Linked DNA regions of Mus musculus: region 2 is linked to region 1. The links are chromatin contacts, called in public HiChIP or PLAC-seq maps. All regions are on one chromosome and are shown on one strand. Each heading gives the region's core, a stretch centred on a gene start, on an enhancer-like site or on the middle of the called end of the contact. The rest is flanking DNA. Distances are from core to core; before and after follow the strand shown. Region 1 holds the start of Hsp90ab1 (heat shock protein 90 alpha (cytosolic), class B member 1). Region 2 holds the start of Usp49 (ubiquitin specific peptidase 49).

Region 1 (4,855 bases), core at 1,557-4,056:
TCTAACCCCCAGGCCTTTTATAAAAAGGAATCTTATCATCTTATCACCCGGGTGTGAAGGTGCGCCTTCAATCCCAGCACTCTGGAGGTAGTGACACACCTACTCCAACAAGGCCATACTTCCTAATAGTGCCACTCCCTAGGCATATACAAACCATCACCCCCCCCCCCCAAAAAAGAGAACTTATCTTGTGTGTGTGTGTGTGTGTGTGTAAGTATGGGCACAAGGACACAATCAATGCACATGAAGAAGTCCAAGGACAACTTGAGGAGTCAGTTTGTCCCTTTCACCATGGGATCTGTCATCAAATTGAGGTCTGGGCTGTCCTGCTTGGAGGACCAGGGTAAATGCTTTTACCCATGGAGTGAGTCATCGTGCTCCCTAGCCCTCCTCCTCCTTGGTTGTTGAGATAGAGTCTGTTAGTATAACCCTTAGCTGGTCTGGTACCATGTACTTGGAATTACAAGCATCCTCTTGTCTCAACCACCCTAATACTGACACAGACATGTGCTGCCACAGCAAGGTAAAAGGTATCTCTAGGTTGATATAAAATGATTTTTCCACTTTATGCAACAGGATTTCACTCCTAGCCCACGCTGGCCTGTAATACGCGCTCCTCTCCTCTCCTCCGAGCTGGGATCGAAGCTGTGCCCCCCACCCCCATGCCTGGTGCCCGTTCCCCAACTGAGAACGTCCCAGGAAGCTGCTGTGGAGCCTTGGTCCTGTCATTGCTGGGGGACAGCCAAAGGGAAACTGCAGAGGAGAGGTTCCTGGCCTGCTTCAGACTAGGGTTCCAGCAAGAGAGAGTACACTCCTGTCCCCATTCTACTTTCAGAACAGGAATGGCCCTGGGTTTAGTGACCCCATTATTCACAGAGACCTTCATTTTCCTGTCCATGAAATATACAGAGTAGCTTTCAACCATTCAGAGGCCAAGGAGAGGTAGTCAGTGCTGTTTGTGAACTAGGGAATCCAGGATTGGTGGGTCTTAGGGAAACACTACCCTGGAGCTAAATGTCCAGCCCAGGGATCAGCTAGGCTCCTTTTGCTGAGAGGGTTTGAGTGTTGAAGTTTCTGGTTTCAGATTAGGAATCAATGCAACACCCTAGGGCCTTCTGAGCAATCCTACCCAGTGTCTCCTCATATATTGATTTCTTTATGGGCTTCACACACACACACACACACACACACACACACACACACACACACACACAGAATTAAGGAGAGGCTAACAGACAGTGCAGGATGGGATGATAACAGACGAAGTAGACAGAGGCAAGGAGAAAGCAACTACTGTTTAACAATGAATGCACATTAGACAGACTGCAGGCAAGCACCGGGAACAAAGGTGTGGGCGGTGGTGTGGGGACACAAGCCAGCATGAGCTAAGATAGCAGAGCACTGAGTGCCCATCCTCTACTGGAGGGCTCATCAGTCCAACAAGCTTCCAGATGCAGCCTTGGAAAAAGGCAAGGCTAGATTGCCAGCTGAAGGACATGGCAGGCCACCTTTAGAACAGAGGCACTGGCACAACTTGGTTTTCTGGCTCCTGGAACTGGGCCAACCTGTGACCAGCACCTTCATGCGGATGCCTAGAACTCCAGCTTCTCTGAAAAGACTGGGACCTGCTCCTCTCTAGGTCCAAAGAGCTGCATGCAGTAGGGAAGAGGCTAGAGAAGCGAAACCAGCTTGAGAAACAGCTTGTGCTCACATAGGGAGGGCGCACGTACCCGCGCGCTGTGTACGTGGGAGACCGGGGAGGCTGAGGGGTGGGGAGTGTTCTACCCAGTAGCGCAAGCTGCTAGCTCGGTTCTCTGTTCACTAGAAGGTGTCCGCAGTCACTCACCCCCACAGCCCCCGTGCCCTGTGACCGATCCAGGTCAGCTATCCCTCCCTCTGCGCTCCACTCCCCCACTGTTATGTGGGCCTCTTAGGGCCACGCGTGGAGGGTCGTTCAACCCTGGCCCACGGTAGGCAGACTTGGGGAAAATTTCTTCCCAGGGTAAGATCAAGGTAGGGGAAAAAAAAAAAAAAAAAAAGCCACCCAGCCAAGCGGCGACGAAGACACTGCCCCCGCCGCAGCAGGGGAGGTGGAGCCTAGGGGGGAGGGGTGGAGACCGCCGAGACAGGCCTAGAAACTGCTGGAAGAAATCGCAGCACCACCGCTGCTGATCCTTCCGCCGCAGGCCGCCAAAGAGTCCCTACCAGCCCAGGCCCGTGCCCCTCCCCTCGGGGAAAGCGGCTCCCAGCCTGAAGCTGTGCTGTACCCGGGAGGGTGGGGATGGGGGAATCGGGGGCCTCCTTAAAGTTGGACAAGGAATTTATCATCCTTTTCTCTTGATGTGCGATTTGTAGGGAACATTCTAGTAAGATCGGGTCTGGAAATGGCAGCCGAGTTGGCCACCTCCATTCTCTTTCAGTCCCCTGAGTTCTGGACTCTTGGGGGGTGGGGGGGTGGAAGCGCCTACCTTGAGTTTTCTGAGGCAGTCCGTAGGGTATTCGCCCGCAGATACATCCCTAATTGCATATGCATGCTCCCTGCTCATCTTGAGGGGGGACATGTCCTACTCCTGCAGAAATGGGGGATGTGCAAAACGATATTGAATTGGCCTTGACTCAGGAACCAGGCCCGGGGTCCCGCTCCTCCCCGCCCCCTCCACGATCTGCTACCATGACGTCAAGGTGGGCGGGCGGCGGCAGGTGCGTGGCCCGCAGCCACTCCTTTAAGGCGGAGGGATCCAAGGGCGGGGCCCGGGCTGTGCTTCGCCTTATATAGGGCGGTCGGGGGCGTTCGGGAGCTCTCTTGAGTCACCCCCGCGCAGCCTAGGCTTGCCGTGCGAGTCGGACTTGGTCCGGGCCCACCACCCTGCTCTGTACTACTACTCGGCTTTCCCGTCAAGGTAAGGCCGGGGTCTCTCGTCCCCGGCGGCTCTCCGGGGGCTTCTTCCCGGGGTCCCAGCCTCCATCTCATCTGTCCCAAAGCCTCCTTCCCCGGCGGGGCAGCCTGTGGAGATAACGTGTCTAGAGGTTAGAGGTTCGGGCTGTACCCCGGCGGGCTTGCACGCGAGGCTCCCCGGGGCGGGTGGATTCCCCGGAGCGTGGGGTGGGGGTGCGGCCCGGCCAGGTGGTGGGCGGCCGCACGTGGTAGTCGCCGACCCGGGACGCTGCCATGTTTGCCCTCCACTTCCGGGCGCGGCTGCAGGGTCCGCGCGGTGGCGGGCTGCTCTGCGTGACTCAGCAAGGCCTGGGGAGGTTGGCCTGGCTGCCTCCCCCGGACGCCGCCGGTACCAACGTGCTTGATTTTGGGGAGGGGTGCACAGCAGGGACGCCGGAACCCACCGCGCTTTCCCTTTCCAGATCTTTCTGCCCTCCCAGTGGAGGGCGGGGGAGGAGAGACAGAGCAGGCACGAGAAGATTCCTAGGTCCCTCCCTTTCTCCTCCCCTCCCCGGAGCTCAGATTGTTCTGGAAGCCTGGGCGCCCCGCCCCAGTGCCCGGATGCTGGGGCGGTGGGAGGGTTTCAATGGCGCCCCCTCCCCGTGTGGCTCCTGCCGACGCATGTCCGGCAGTGACGAGGGTCGTTGGACGGCTGGGCCACCATTTTACTTGGGTTCCGGCCTATGCAAGTCTGCACAGTGAGTGGTCACGGTGGAGCTCTTGATTTCTTTGTCCTGATTTAATTGCCCCGTGAGCGCCTCCCAGACTACAGCTTCAAGGTTCTCTTGCCCTGCTGGGTGGAATAAAATAAAAATTAAAAAAGACTGCTTTTTCTGTTAAAGTTGTTCCTCACCCCAATGAGGAGATTGTAGTTAAGGGGTGTGAGTACCAGGGGTTGCTTGAGGTTCTTTTTTATGTATTGTTAACTTAGTCTGGATTTTTACCATATTGCCAGGTGTTCTGTTCAGAGTCAGTGAGCTATGCACTGAACATGCCAATGTTCAAGAGTTTGACTTTTGGGCATCTGTTCTGGAAAACCCATCTTTTAGGTTTTTTTCTGTCATTTTTGTCTTGGCCATTGTAGCTTAAATGTCCTTTTTTAAAGAAAATGGCTGCTCTTGTCTCTTTGGGTTGGATACTTTCCCAGACTAAAGAAGTTTGAGCTGGATATTAAAATGTGTGTCTATAATGGTCCTTAGTAGTAATTCTTTCATTCTTAGATGCCTGAGGAAGTGCACCATGGAGAGGAGGAGGTGGAGACCTTTGCCTTTCAGGCAGAAATTGCCCAGCTCATGTCCCTCATCATCAACACTTTCTATTCAAACAAGGAGATTTTCCTCCGCGAGTTGATCTCTAATGCTTCAGATGTGAGTATTCTGTTGTTGAATTTCTAAGGCTTCACGGAAGTGTGTGTGTGTGTGGGAGTGATTGAGAAGAACAGTTCAGTTGATGTTGAAGGGGGAGGGACTGTTTGGAAAAATAAAATAATCTGGCTTTTTGCGTTTACTACAGGCCCTGGACAAGATTCGATATGAGAGCCTGACGGACCCTTCTAAGTTGGACAGTGGGAAAGAGCTGAAAATTGACATCATCCCCAACCCTCAGGAGCGCACGCTGACTTTGGTGGACACAGGCATTGGCATGACCAAGGCTGACCTCATTAATAACCTGGGAACCATTGCTAAGTCTGGCACGAAGGCGTTCATGGAGGCTCTCCAGGTGTGTGGCCTTTCATCCACACCGTCCTCTAATTTGTTACTGCTTAAGTTAAAATTTGTCTGTCTAGGGTATTACATATTAGGACACTTATTAGAAAAAAAGTACAAGTGGTTGGTCAGGACAGCTTTGACCCCTAGATCTCTGGACATTGAACTGATTGTTACCTTGCGCAGCAGATGGTTATACTTGGCCAAGAACCAT
Region 2 (4,855 bases), core at 1,738-4,237, 2.1 Mb before region 1:
AGGGAGAGGGGGCCAGTGTGAAGCATCATGCCCAGAGAAAGGGTTAGCACACAATAGCAGTGTAATGGAAACAAAAGGCCCCACTCAAAAGAGCTCCTTCCTGTGACTGAGCTTGTAGTTTGTATTTTCAGACACACAGACAGATCACCTTTAGACAACTGCATCATAAAAATGACCATACCCGGCTCAGTGGTTAAGAGCACTGACTGTTCTTCCAGAGGTCCTGAGTTCAATTCCCAGCAACCACATGGTGGCTCACAGCCATTTGTAATGGAATCTGATGCCCTCTTCTGGTGTGTCTGAAGACAGCTTCAGTGTACTCATATAAATAAAAATAAATAAGTCTTTTAAAAAAAGACAGTACCTTAAACAGAGTATAACATAAATTGTTTAAGGCAATACCTTAAAACAGCCCAAACACAGCTACACAGGCATGTGCACATAACTCACATAAATAGCCATCTCATAGTAGAAATACTCCTCATTTTCAAAGTTAATATTTTCAGACTAATCTCAATTAGCAGCAAAAAATATAATTAAACATTTTTCTATAAGTCGGTAAAATCACTACCTACCTTGAATCTGCCTAGCAGAAGCCAGAAAGTAAACCATGAACTATAAGCTTGCCCTTAGCACAACTAACAATCCAGAGTTCAGATTCTAAGTTACACACACACACGTTTCTGATATTCAACCTTGCTAATGCCAGAAACCTAAGTTTTGCTACATATGCAAATATCCACCAAACAAGAGCAATCTAAAGATCACACAACCCTGGAAAAGGAGGCTAGGCTTTTCTTTTTAGAGATGACGCTAATCCCAGAGGTGAGTATTTGCGGCTCCTATGTTTGTTTGTTTGTTTGTTTGTTTCAGACATAGTCTCGTGTGACCCAGGTTGGCCTCAGACTCACTCATGTGGGCAAGGCTGACCTTTCTACCTTGGGAGTGCTAGGATAACAGGCATGCACCACCATGCAGTGCTTGGGAACCAAACCCAGGCCTTCATGAATGTTAGGCAAGCCCTCTACCACCTGAGCTCCACCCCCAGCCCCTAGACTAGGGGCTGTTGAGGTGGTCTTGCCTGCAGTGCTGAGGACCAACCTTGCACACCCTAGACAAAAGCTCCACCGCCAGCAACACTTGCAACCTCTTCAGGACATCAAGGGGAAACAGTAGCACTGTTTATCTGAATGTAGTTGTAGTTGTTCTCAAGGAAATAACCTTGAGAACAAGACTGGAGAGATGGCTCAGTTGGTAAGAGCCCTTGGCTGCTCTTCTCAGAAGACACACACTACATTCCTAGCACCCCCACACAGCTCACAAACGTCTGTCACTCTAGTTCCTGGGGAATCTGACTCCAGCTTCTGCAGTGCCCCTCTGCAGACACCAGGCATGCCTGTGGTATACAGACATACATGCAGGCAAAGCACCCATACACATAAAATTTAAAAACAATTCAAGAATAGTTTGTACCCCTGTCCCCCCAAAAGAAATTATACTTTACTTTTCACATTATTAAATATGAAGAAAATACTCATTAATTGTCTTAATTAAATATAATCACTTCAGAATGAAAAATCACTAAAGCACACTACCAATAAAGAATAAGTTTAAATTTGTCCCCAAATTCTCATCTTCCCTTTAATTTCCAAAATGGTCTTATAGTGCCAGAGAGATGGCTTATTGGGTAAAAGAGCTTGCTGCCAAGCCTGACTATCTGAGTTCAATCCTCGGTACATAAATGATGCGAAGAAAGAGCCAACTTCCACAAGTTGTCCTCTGACTTCCATAACTGCTCCACATACATACAAATAAATGTAATTATTTTCATTAAAAATGTGCCTTACAAATCAAAGGGTTCTAAAGAATATTAATATGCCCTTCCTATTCACAATCATACAATACAACAGGCAGAGGGACTGCAATCTTATCTTACAGAAGTTTTTTCATAAAAGGTACTCATAAAGCCATTATGCAATCTAAAAGATGAGTTCACAGCTCTAAAACTCTCCTCAGCTCTGCAGTCAACCTTTCTCCATCACTGTCTGAAGATCTGGGGAGAAATTACCCCATGAAAAATGTTCCACACAAAGCTGCAAGCAGCATACGAACTCAACGCCCTTAGAGCAGTGACTTCAGACTCCTGCTCAGTAAACTTCCCTGGTTAGTTATTTCTCTTTCTCTCTCTCTCTCTCTCTCTCTCTCTCTCTCTCTCTCTCTCTCTCTCTCTCCATATTCTTCAGTTGCTGAAAACAATTAGGCAGAAATCTGTCTGATTAATAAAAACCAAATGAACCATGTCTTTCTCTCCCCAACGGTGTACTCTTCAATGAGATGCCCTGGCCCTGGCCAGCGTCGTTAGCTCTAAAACAGCTCCTCCACCCACCCCAACTACCACATCCCACAGGCACATTGTAAATAAACACAATTCATTTACCCTTTAGCACAACATTAGTGAAACCAAGAGGTTTTCAGCACCCAAGGCTGCCAATTTTTCTATCCCACAAGAACAAAATCAAGTAAAAATGGGTCTCATCTTTTCAAAGTGGACATGAAAGTGGATTTTCAGGCGAAAGATGGAAACTGGATCCAAGACTCCTTGAAGAGAGAAAAAGGTTTCTGGAATTTCCTACTATTAGGGACAAAAGGACTCACAAATTCAATACACATTTCTCTTAACAAAGAACTCCTATGCTGCACCCCCATCTGGTCCCCCACTTCTCAGTCTTTTCCCCCTGTTTCTAGGTCCCCTTTCACTCACCATGGTTCCTTATCTTCTGCACCAAAGGCTCTCTACTTCAGATCCTTCACTACAGCGTTTGTGCCCTGCCCCTTCCAGACCTTCTGGGGCACTTCAGGGCAAAACATTCGTTTCCCACTCCTGTGCAGCCCACCCCAGTTCTATACCCACCAGGACTTCCCTAGCTTGCCTTAATCTCCTTTCTCTTTCCCCACTCCCCATTCCATCCTTTAATTCCCAGGGCCCATCTCCTCGGGTTGCCTTTCGGCCAATCTTTTGACTCCACTATCTTTACCTTGCTGAACCTCCTCGACAAGCAATTCTCCAGTTTCCCAGCTCACCATCATTCCTTCCACCCCGCTTCTAGCGTCCTTTCAGCGTTGTTTCTTTTTCTCCCAGAACTGTCCTATTAACGCCCAGCTCTCAGCTCGCTTCCCGTTAGCCCTTCCACTAACGTCCGATTCTTGATTCCACCTGGTTGTGATCCAGGTCTCCTGTCTCCCTCACTTTACAGAATTTACACCCCTCACCAGCTACTGACCCACACCTTGTCGATCCCACCCCAGCGGCTCCCAGCCCTTCAGCTCATCCCCAGCTCTGCACTAGTTCACACCCTTGTCACGTCTGGCTCTTAATCACTCTCCTCCACTCCCAACTACTACCCCGGCTCTGCTCCTTCCTTGTCTTCCACTTGCAACTCTTCTGGCCCTGGCCCAACACCTCCCACCTGCCAAGCCTTGCCTCTTCCAGACCCCTGCTCCTAGCCCTGACCCCGGATCCCTCTTCCCAGCCCCGGGCTTCCTAACCTCATCCCGGGGCCAGCCTGGGTTTCTTTCTCACTCCACTCTCCGGCTTCTAACCCTTTCTCTCCTAATCCTCTTCATCTCCTACTCAGCAAACCCTTCCGTCCCCGCCCCAGCCTGCCTTCCCCTCTCTCCCTTCAAACCTTTCACCTCACAACCCAGACGTCGCCCACCCCGCCAAAACGCAGCGTCCGCGCGCCGGGACTCGCGCCTTCGCTGTCGCCGCCCGCCGTCCCCGCCCCGGGCGCCCGGGGCCCGCCGGCGTCGCGGTCCCGCCCCCTGCCGCCGCTCCTCCCGCCCGCTAGGCGCACGCCGCCTTTGTCGCCCCTCACCGGGTGTGTGAGGGGATTTTTTTTTTTTTCCCTTTCCTTTAAAAGGGGAGGGCCGGCATGCCCGGGCCGCGTGTCCCCGCCTCCGAATATCTGCGCGAACTCCCAGCCACTGCGGCCCCTCACGCCCCCCGGGCCGCCCCCTCGGCCGCTCCGCCGGCCCTCCGCCCCCTTCCCAGCTCCCTCCCCTCTCTATTTACCGCCATCATCAGCACGCGCGAGCTGTCACCCGGGCGCAAGACGAGCAGGCGGACCACGCCCCTTATCGCCCATTGGCCCGCCTGTCAGAGCCCCGCCCCCAGGTCCCGCAATGCGCCAACGGCGCACCTTCCCGGCCGCGACCTGGGGCCCCGCGCCCTTTACGCAGGTTTGTGCCGTGGGCACCAAGTTTCGGGTCAGCGGCTGTGGCGGGCCGGTGTGAGAGGCTAAGACGCGGCGCGGCGCGGCGCGAGTCACCGGCAAAGTTTGGTTGAGGTACGGAAGAAGGTTTCTAGACAAAGAGGCTCTTAAAGGTACAGAGTCTACTGTCTGGCCCTCCTCCTTAAAGGGCCAGGCACTTTTCCGAGCGCCCCACCCCCACCCCTACGATCTGTAAAGGTAAAGGAATTTTGCATACCCTGCGGCTTACCTTCTGCACGTCTCGCTGCTCCAAAGAGGCCTTTCCCACTTCCGGGTATTTTTTTTTTTTTTTTGCGTTTTCTTTACGGTGTAGCAGCAGCCAGAGAACACACACATACACACAGTTACTCTTGGCGCCCTGACACACACACACACACACGTACGTGTGGACTTTTACCACGGATGACTCAGGCGGCATTCAGCTGTCTTATGAAATCCTCTTCGACGGGACGGAAAAAGGTTCATCGCTCCCCAAATGGGGACTGGGAAATAAATCAGACCTAGATGGCAGTAGCCCCAGGGACTTCCGAGAGGGATAAGGTCCATTTTGAAACAGAAAGACTCCCTTTGCAAGGTAGGCAAGC

Evidence for each region. HiChIP or PLAC-seq counts read pairs in DNA pulled down with a chosen protein or histone mark.
Region 2: a contact with region 1 is called in an H3K4me3 HiChIP or PLAC-seq map of bone marrow-derived macrophages, with 4 times the contacts expected there. The contact joins the promoter of Usp49 here to the promoter of Hsp90ab1 in region 1. A contact is called at or near these places in 1 of 39 promoter capture datasets (erythroid cells) and 2 of 115 datasets of contacts at active chromatin or transcription factors (astrocytes and bone marrow-derived macrophages).

The regions. Positions count from the first base shown.
Region 1 is chr17:45,571,212-45,576,066 of GRCm38.p6, reverse strand. Hsp90ab1 (heat shock protein 90 alpha (cytosolic), class B member 1) reads left to right here and starts at 2,806. Exons shown (of 11, transcript NM_008302.3): 1 at 2,806-2,900; 2 at 4,156-4,302; 3 at 4,448-4,654. The coding sequence starts at 4,156. Gm35399 (a long non-coding RNA gene) reads right to left here and starts at 2,752. Exons shown (of 2, transcript XR_385595.1): 1 at 2,671-2,752; 2 at 1,277-2,570.
Region 2 is chr17:47,628,822-47,633,676 of GRCm38.p6, reverse strand. It overlaps Usp49 (ubiquitin specific peptidase 49), which reads right to left and starts at 2,987. Exons shown (of 7, transcript NM_198421.2): 1 at 2,762-2,987. All of the region lies in intron 3 of Gm20517 (predicted gene 20517), which reads right to left.